Linked DNA regions of Mus musculus: region 2 is linked to region 1. A link is a contact called in public promoter capture Hi-C data. All regions are on one chromosome and are shown on one strand. The core of a region is the stretch at or near the end of the contact, and the rest is flanking DNA. Distances in the headings are between cores, read along the strand shown.

The links. Promoter capture Hi-C pulls out the DNA fragments that hold promoters and counts their contacts.
Region 2: a promoter capture Hi-C map of cranial neural crest shows a contact between it and region 1. The contact joins the promoter of Eif4g1 here to the promoter of Ppil2 in region 1.

The regions. Positions count from the first base shown.
Region 1 is chr16:17,108,631-17,113,319 of GRCm38.p6, reverse strand. It overlaps Ppil2 (peptidylprolyl isomerase (cyclophilin)-like 2), which reads left to right and starts at 2,068. Exons shown (of 21, transcript NM_001252444.1): 1 at 2,068-2,177; 2 at 3,626-3,675. The coding sequence starts at 2,146.
Region 2 is chr16:20,670,414-20,674,935 of GRCm38.p6, reverse strand. Eif4g1 (eukaryotic translation initiation factor 4, gamma 1) reads right to left here and starts at 2,209. Exons shown (of 33, transcript NM_145941.3): 1 at 2,060-2,209; 2 at 975-1,068; 3 at 622-708; 4 at 130-150. The coding sequence starts at 1,034.

The DNA.
Region 1 (4,689 bases), core at 819-3,318:
TATTTCAAACCTCACCCCTCAAGTATGGGCAGTGTGTGTTTGGATCACACGTGCAATGGCCCCTCACGTGCACTGTAACAAGCAATTCTGTTGTGCTTGAGAGAGTGGGGTGGGAAATCCCGTTCTTCCCTTTAGTGGTTCAGACCCCTTAGGGCTTCACTTTCCTTGAGTTGCAAGTGCACTATATTGTTCCTGCATGTAATCTCCAAACACAGGCCTAGTTTGATAGGTGTTTCTACCCAGAGGAGAAATGAGTGGGTCAGTCAGTTTACAGCTTGTTACTTGCCCGAGTTTCAAAACTGTGATTCTCATTGTCACCTCATATGCTGGCCTTAGAATCTTTCTCCATGTAAGATGTCAATCATTACTGGACATTAGTGGATATACATATTGAGTCATGGTTGATCATACCTCACTTGGGACTATAGATAATAAAAATCAGAACATAAGCAAAATTACTATATAATTATAAATTATGATAAACTATGAGAGAGGTGAGTGGGGTGGCCAAGAAAGTGTTTTTTTGTTTTGTTTTGTTTTGGTCTCACTGTATATTCTTGGTTGACCTGTAACTCAATATGTAGACTAGGAGGACTTGAACTTACAGAACTTACCAGCCTCTGCCTCCCAAGTACTGGTAGTTTTGTTTAGTTTTGATTTGCTTTTGAGACATGGTTTCTCTACTCACTGTAGACCAGGCTGGCCTCAGACTCATAGAGATCTGCTTGCTTCTGCCTCCCAAGTGTACACCACCATACTGGGCTAAAAGATCTTTTGAGGTAAGATTTATTTGGAAGGCAGAAGTTATGAAGTAAGAAGCTGACAGGATGACTGCCTTTGGCTAACTGGGTGGATGGTGGTCCTTGTTAATCCTGCCAAATGAGAATCAGACCAGTGACCCAGATTTTTTGGTTGCATTTTCAGTTAGACAGGGTTATCTCCCTAAAGTAGGATTTGAGAGCATAGTCTCAAAGGAGAATTTTTTTTTTTAATATCCCCCAAACTGCAAGGCTAGGGGGTTTCTAATGTTTTATGTTTATGTAGGAATTTGACAAGACATCTTAAAATTATTTGGTTGAAGATCTTATCAGGAGGTTAGGGTTAGGGTATGGAACATACCATTTAGCATCAAAGTGGAGATTTGGAACAAGGAAATTAAGAATTCTTTGATCAGCCAGGCGGTGGTGGCACACACCTTTAATCCCAGCACTTGGGAGGCAGAGGCAGTGGATTTCTGAGTTCCAGGCCAGCCTGATCTATAGAGTGAGCACCAGGACAGCCAGGGCTACACAGAGAAACCCTGTCTCAAAAAACAAAAACAAACAAAAACCCAGCTTAGGGTGGAGAGATGCCTTAACAAATAAGAGCTGTGCAAGTCTGGCAAAGAGAACCAACTCCTCACTTGTCCTCTGAGCTCTACACTTGTGGCATGGCCACTATTTAACCACACACACAATTTTAAAAAGGAAACTTGGGGCCGGGCATGGTGGCACACTCCTCTAGTCCCAGCACTCGGGAGGCAGAGGCAGGCGGATTTCTGAGTTCGAGGCCAGCCTGGTCTACAGAGTGAGTTCCAGGACAGCCAGGGCTACACAGAGAAACCCTGTTTCGAAATACCAAAAAAAAAAAAAAAAAAGGAGACTTGGGACCCATTCTCCCGGCACATGAGACCCAGACCAAAGATCTGGCCACAGAAGGAGCAGAGAGGGCTTGGTCATCTGCCAGCTGATGGGCCTGAAGGGCGTGGGGACCGAACGAGAGAAGAGTTGAGTATACACATGGACATGGCTTTAGAGAAGGTGAAAAAGGTTGAAGATCTTTAGATACAAAGGAGGTGAGTCTGAGTGAGTCTGCCTAGCATAGCATGGACTGAACAAGTAGCCAGACAGTGCATAGAAAAGTTTTTGAGGGCTTGGGGGAGGCAACGCAGTATGGTGGGAGACAGGAAAAGTGGATTCTACTCAAAGTTAGCAAGCTTCAGCCTAGCACGGTGCCTGCACCCAGCACCTGGACACCTGGAAACCACAATTCCCAGAATGCTTTCTTCCAACTTCCGGGATCCAGTGCGTCGATCTCCGGAAGTAGTTGAGAAAGCGGAGGCGCCATAGTCAGTGTCTGCTGTGGTCTCTTCGGTTTGTTGCCACCATGGGGAAGCGACAGCACCAGAAGGACAAGATGTAAGTTGGGTCGCGTCTCTCGTCTCAGCTCGTCGCCGTGCTGAAGGCTATCATCTGAAAGCCTCAGCTCTCACAGGCGCGGTCTCGTCCCTCAGTGCAGCCTACGCGGGCCAGGGCGTTCTACCGCCGGACTAACTAACTTCCGGGATTTCCCTACCCCTAGCCTTTCTGCGAACGAGTTTTGCCCCTGAGTTGGTTGTCCGCTTCGTCCTGGCTCTAGTCTGAGAGCCTACACACAGGCGACAGCCTTCAAGTTGAAGATAGGCGGGTCGTGCTCCATGTTCCCCTCCCATTTGCTGCTGCTGTACTTTCTGTTTTCTGTTGTCTCTTCAGATGCTCCCCGCCCCTAGCTGCTTGCAAGGATATCTTTGACTTCTGTATTGCCAGATCTAGTATCCAGCTTTTCAGTCCTTGGGCTTCTTCCCTTTCCAAAAGTAGCCTTTAGTGAGATCTTACATGCGCTTAGTAGTTTTTTTTGTTTGTTTTTGTTTTTGTTTTTGTTTTTCAAGATAGGGTTTCTCTGTGTAGCCCTGGCTGTCCTGGAACTCACTTTGTAGATCAGGCTGGCCTCGAACTCAGAAATCCCCTTGCCTCTGCCTCCCGAGTGCTAGGATTAAAGGCTTGGCGCTTAGTAATTTAATCTGCGAATGATCTCTATTTCATTCCTCTTTGCTGGGCTTCCCCTCCCCTTGTCCCAGACCTCGGGGGTGTTTCCTTCATCCCTGTGGTGGATCTGTTCAAAGAGTCTCTTGCACTAAGTCAGCAGCTTTCACTCAGTTCTCCACTTGGAAAACTTACAGCTTTTTCAAAACTAGTATGCTAAAAGGGAACTTGATAATTTTCACACCTAAGCCTGCCGTTTCTTATCCTAGCTCAGTGGTTACATAGTGGGTCCCTGATTTACTATATATAGACTGAAGACAATTCTCATCCTAACAGAAGAACAACCGCACAGAGCAACTGGAGCTATGTTAGATCATGTCTGGGTCCTGCTCAAAATCACCCACCAGCTTCCCATCACACTTAGGCAAATAGAGAGTACTCTCCTTGATCTTTGACTCATTTTTGACTCGGCCGCTGTCCTTGCTTCTGTGTCTTTTTCTGCTGCTACGTACCTCATCACACTCTTCCTCTGCTGTCTCCTTTCTGGAACAGATTCAGCTTGTCCTGTTCCAGCCTCAGTAAGTGTTATTCCTGTAAAGGGCTTCCCCAGAGCTTTGTGTGCCTAGCTCTTCCTGTCAGATAGTCTATAAGTCCAGTTCATTTCCTTCTGGACAAGGTGCTGTTGATGTTTCTTTATCTCTCCATCTTTTGTCCTTCTTATGTGCCACACAATGCAGATGTTTAATGTGATTTGACAAGTGAGTGGGCGTTCTGTCATAAGTTACTTTTACAGCTTCTGTCCTGTCCGTGGCAGGACCCAGTAACACATGCTCTGTCTTCCTCAGGTATATCACTTGTGCTGAGTACACTCATTTCTATGGTGGCAGGAAGCCAGGTAAGGGGATGCTGGTGGTCCTGAAGAATGCTGTCTCCTGTGATCCAGAGCTATCCAGAACACTGACATTATAGTAGATAACGAGACGGTCCATAGTTGATAAAAAGAGGACATATACTCAACATAGTACAGTATACTTCCATCTTAGAGGAGAATACTTAAAAATATAACTCTTTCAAGTTCAGGCCTTTTCCTTAGGAAGTGCTATAGCCTTCTTTCTTTCTTTCTTTCTTTCTTTCTTTCTTTCTTTCTTTTTTGTTTTTTGTTTTTTTGTTTTTTTTTGTTTTTTTTTGAGGCAGAATTTCTCTGTGTAGCCTTGGATGTCCTGGAACTCACTCTGTCTGTAGACCAGGCTGCCCTCAAAGTCAGAATCCGCCTGCCTCTGCTTCCCAAGTGCTGGGATTAAAGGCGTGCACTGCCACTGCCCAGCAACCTTATTCTTTATAGGAGGAAAAAAGGAAGGTTAATATCCAAAGTTGCCAAGGCTGTAGAAAAAAGGATTTATTTTATGTGCATTGGTGTTTTGCCTGCATGTATGTTTGTGTGAGGGTGTTAGATCCCCTGGAACTAGAGTTACAGATGGCTGTCAGCTGCCCTGTGGGTGTTGGGAACATGGGTCCTCTGGAATAGCAGCCAGTGCTCGTAACTGTTATCTCCAGCCCCATAAATATATATATATTTTTTTCTCTTTTAAAGATAGTCTTATTATGTAGCTCAAGCTGGTCTTGAACTCAAGATCTTTCTTCCTCTGCCTCACCAGTGCTGGAATTGATTTGTGATTTGATAATATCAAAAGATGCTATGTGAATCCAGGTATAGTGGTGCATGCTTTTAATTCCTGGACAGCCAGAGCTATACAGAGAAGTACCATCTCAAAAAAGCAAACAACAGGGCTGGAGAGATGGCTCAGTGGGTAAGAGCACCTGACTGCTCTTCCAAAGGTCCAGAGTTCAAATCCCAGCAACCACATGGTGGCTCACAACCATCCATAATGAGATCTGACTCCCTCTTCTG
Region 2 (4,522 bases), core at 960-3,459, 3.6 Mb before region 1:
TGGACTCAAACTCCTAAAGTGCAAACAAGGCACCCACCGTGACCATCCCAATCTGTGTCTAGCTACGGACTAGGGTGGAGGATGGGGTGACACCAAAGAGGTGGCTTGGGATTAGAAAAGGGGTATTACCTGCAGAGACCTGAATCCTCCCTGAGAGCACATGGGGACAGGAAAGACGACAATTATCCCCAAGGTGATGGAGTGGGGTTAGGGGGAGTGAAGTGGGTAGGAAAAAGACCCTTCCACTTGGGGAGAACTTGGAGAACACAAAAAAATAAAACCACAGCTGGAATGTTTATCTCATTACAGTTCAAAGAGAACGGGAGAAGAGGAACAGGGTAATGCCAACCTCCTAGTATAGTAGTAAAGAGCTGGCAGCAGGGCCCACAGGACAGCCTCCAATTTCCAAAGGCTCAAAGACCCCAGTAACACCACTCTCACACTCTACGAACTTCACAGAGGGTCAGCCACCCTAAGTAACTAACAGCACGTAAGAACTCAGAGCAACTGTCAAGGAATGGAGGGGCAAGTATACAGTGTCCATAGTTCCCATACTAGCCCCAAACCAGCAGCTCATTTTCCCAGTTCCCACCCAAGCCTACTCAAGCCACAGTCCCTCACCTGGCGGGGCTGAGAAGGCGTGTTCATTTGTGTCGCTTGAGGCGTGCTAAACACCACCGGTGCAGTCTGCCCCGGGGGAAACGCTGGCTGAAGGGGAGAGACCAGAGTTCAGCAAGAGGGGAAGCCTGGGTGGGGCTTAAACCCAAGCTGGTGAAGTATGGGGAGCAGACCTGTAGTAACAGCCTCAGCAGTCCACATGTTCCCTCCCTGTGACAGCCCCAGGGACAGCCAGGGGCCCTATCTCAATTTGGCAGCAGGCAGCTGCACTTTGCCCTGACACAGATGGGGGTGGGAAAACTGGGAGCTGCGTGACCTCCACCCCGCCGGAGTCCTGATCATTTAGCCTTGATTACCTGTGGGAGTCCAGGGGACCTGGCGGGTGGGGGGCCTGTGGGCTGGGGAGCTTTGTTCATTTCATTTGGTGCCACATTAGGGTCCCCCCAGCACCTGTTGGAAAGAGCAGAGCTCGGAACGAGGAAAGGACCCAAGCTTATGGCAAACGGGCTGGGGGAAAGGTTGTATCAAGAGCTAGGGCCAACACGGATTAAGGGAGGTGCCAAGTGAATGCAGAAACAGAAAACATACAGCCTGAGGACCCCACCAGCACACTGCAACACCCTGACCCCACCCTTGCCTGCTCAAACAGCCCCCTCACTCACCCCCTCGGTTAAGAATAAGTCCACAGTGCGGCCTACAGGTTCTGGGCATCCGAAGGCCTGGGGTTGGGAGGTGAGGGGTATCAACCTGGCTCCACGGGGCCCAAGACCAACCAGACCGGAAATTCCAGGTCTTGCTGGCACCAGGCTCCCGGATCACAAATGAAGCCGGCTGCTCCGGCCGTGATATCCCCACCCCCCACCCGGGGACACCGGGTTCGAAGCCTGCCGCGGGGCACTCGCGCGGGGCCGGAGAGGCCTGAGGCCGCCCGGGAACACAAGCCAGGAAGGGCGCGAGTCCGGCCGCACCAGCAGGGCGGGCGGCGACCGCCGCGAAAGCCGGCTCGGGGCAGGCGAGGGTCGGCCGCCGGGCGGGGCTGGGGGCTCCTCCCTGCCCGCCGCCGCCGCCTCCCAGCTCTGCGCAACGCGGCCAGTGCCAAAGAACAACGTGTCACTTCCCGGCGGCCGCCCGGGCCCCGCAGGGGGAGGGGGTGGCGGGTTTGCGCCGCACAGCCTGCGCCGGGCCGCGGCCCAGGCCGGGCGGAGGTGACTGTCTCGCCGCCACCCCAGCGCCCTCCCCGCCCGGGCCCTGCTCCCCACCCCCACCCGGGCCCGGCCCGGCACACGTGGGCCGGGGATCGGCCTGGCGAGTAGGGCCTGGGCGCAGGCTCGGAGCCGGGGCGCCGGGGCGTCGGCGCAGGGTGGCGGGCCCCGGCCCGGATGGCGGCGGATGCGGGGGGAGGGGTGGGGGGCCGGGTCGGGCCCGGACATGGCGGCTTTACCTTCAGTCTCCTTCAGTCCGCGCGGCCGAGCCCCACGCAGCCGCACAGACGTAGTCCACAACCATTTCCGGCTCCCCGCACAGATCCCGCTCGGCGGCCACCGCTTCTCCGCAGGCGCAGCCAGCGCCCCACGTGACCGGCGCAGAGGGCGGAGCTGCGCTGGCGCCGGGGAAGCACATGGGATTTGCTCCGCCCCATCACGTGACACCCACTGCCCGCCCCCGTGTCCCCTCCCGAACTTTGGAACTCCCAGGCCGACCCCCTCTGAGGCTCTGGCGGTTCTTTAGTTCATTCATACTTTGCGCAAGCATTTATTGAGCGCGTGAGTGCTAAGTGAAGTGCCGGCCTGGAGCTCAGAGTGCGGAATCTAAAAAGCAGTCCTGCCCTAGTAAGTGTAGTGTGCAAATTATGCAGCCTCTGAAAATGCTATAGATTTGATCTTTGATAGACCTATTAACAAAGGAAATTCAATATTGCACCAAAGAAACTGCCGCAATCTAAAGAAGCAATTTTACTTTTGTTTTTTTAAAAAAATCAGTTGCTCCTAGGGAAACGCAAAAGTCAACATGAAAACTTTGGAATAATGGAAAAAGGAATCCCAAAGCTGTACGTGTGCTGACTGGCTAAGGCAGGGAATCAGTTACCATAAGCTTTAAAGTAGGGAAATGTCACCAGGCAGTGGCGAGCCACGCCTTTAATCTCAGCATTCCAGAAAGATAGGCAGGTAGATCTCTGAGTTCAAGGCCAGCCTGATCTACAAAGCAAGCTCCAGGACGGCCAGAGTTACAGAGAGACCACATCTTGAAGATTTCTGAGATGGTTCAATGGTTGGCGCACTGGTTGCTCTTTATTGCCTGCTCTTCAAGAGGATCTGGGTTTACTTCCCATAACCCATAAGGCAGTTCATGTCTGTGTGTAACTCTGATTCGTTAGAATTCTGCCCTCTTTTGCCCTCTAAAGGCACCACATATGCATGTAGTGCACAGACATATGAAAACAAAACATTCATACACGTAAATATTTAAATTTTAAAAATAGGAAAATTTGAACTGGGTGGTGGTAGTCCACACCTTTAATCCTAGTACTCCAGGGGCATAGGCAGGAGAATCTCTGTGAATTAAGGGCTAGACTAGTGTAGAGAGCTAATTCAGGACAGCTAGGGTTACACAGAGAAACCCTGTCTCGAAAAACAAAAAAAATAGCCAGGCTGTGGTGGTGCACGCCTTTAATCCCATCACTTGGGAGGTAGAGGCAGGTGGATTTCTGAGTTTGAGGCTAGCCTGGTCTACAGAGTGAGTTCCAGGAGAGCCAGGGCTACAGAAAAACCCTGTCTGGAAAAACCAAAAAAAAAAAAAAAGAGTTGTACTCTATTGAACTGAGCATTTGAGCATTTAGTTAGGTAGCAGAGCCTTTCCCACTGGCCTTTCTCCCTCTCACATGCTACCTCCTAGCATGCATTATATCACAGAATTGGTGACCTAAGTGAGGGGGGCAATAATGTAAACTTCATCACTGTGCTACCAAGAAAGCAAGGCTACAGGGTGGGCAAATGCGGGCACAAGGATCCTCTAGATGGCCTGAGTCCTCAGTGGTCATGTGCTTTCCCAGCATTTGGGAGACCTTGGGTTCAATATGCAGTAACAGAAAACAACCAGTCCAAAAAAAAAAAAAAAATCACCATAATCAGTAGCTGGAGAGACAGCTCAGGTAAAAATTGAGCATGTGCCAGGTAGTGGTGGCACATGCCTTTAATCCCAGCACTTGGGAGACAGAGGCAGGCGGATTTCTGAGTTCTGCAGAGTGAGTTCCAGGACAGCCAGGGCTACACAGAGAAACCCTGTCTCGAAAAACCAAAAAAAAAAAAAAAAAAAAAAAAAAATTCAAGCATGTGATGGTACACATCTTTAGTTCCAGCACTTGGGAAGCAGAGGCAGACTCTTAAGAGTTCAAAGAAAGCCTGGTCTACAAACACAAATTGAGAGTTCCAGGACAGCCAGGGTTATACAGAGAAACCCTGTCTCGAAAAACCAAAAAAAAAAAAAAACCACTAAATCTGAATCTGCTCCCCAAGACCCACATTAAAAGCTGGCCAGGGGGGCTGGAGAGATGGCTCAGGGGTTAAGAGCACTGACTGCTCTTCCAGAGGTCCTGAGTTCAATTCCCAGCAACCACATGGTGCTTATAACCATCCGTAATGTGATCTGATGCCCTCTTCTGGTGTGTCTATCAACAACTACAGTACACTTATAAGTAAAATAAATCTTTAAAAACAAAACAAATAAATGCTGACCAGGACTTGTAATTCCAGCACCAAGAAAGTTGAGAGAAGGCAAGATGCCCAGGGATTTGCAAACCAGCCAATCTACCTGAATCACGTGCGCTGCATATTTATGAAAGATTTCTCTAAAAAAGGAAGGTTGACAGCTCCCCAGGAAAACACTAATTGACCTTTAGCCTCTCATG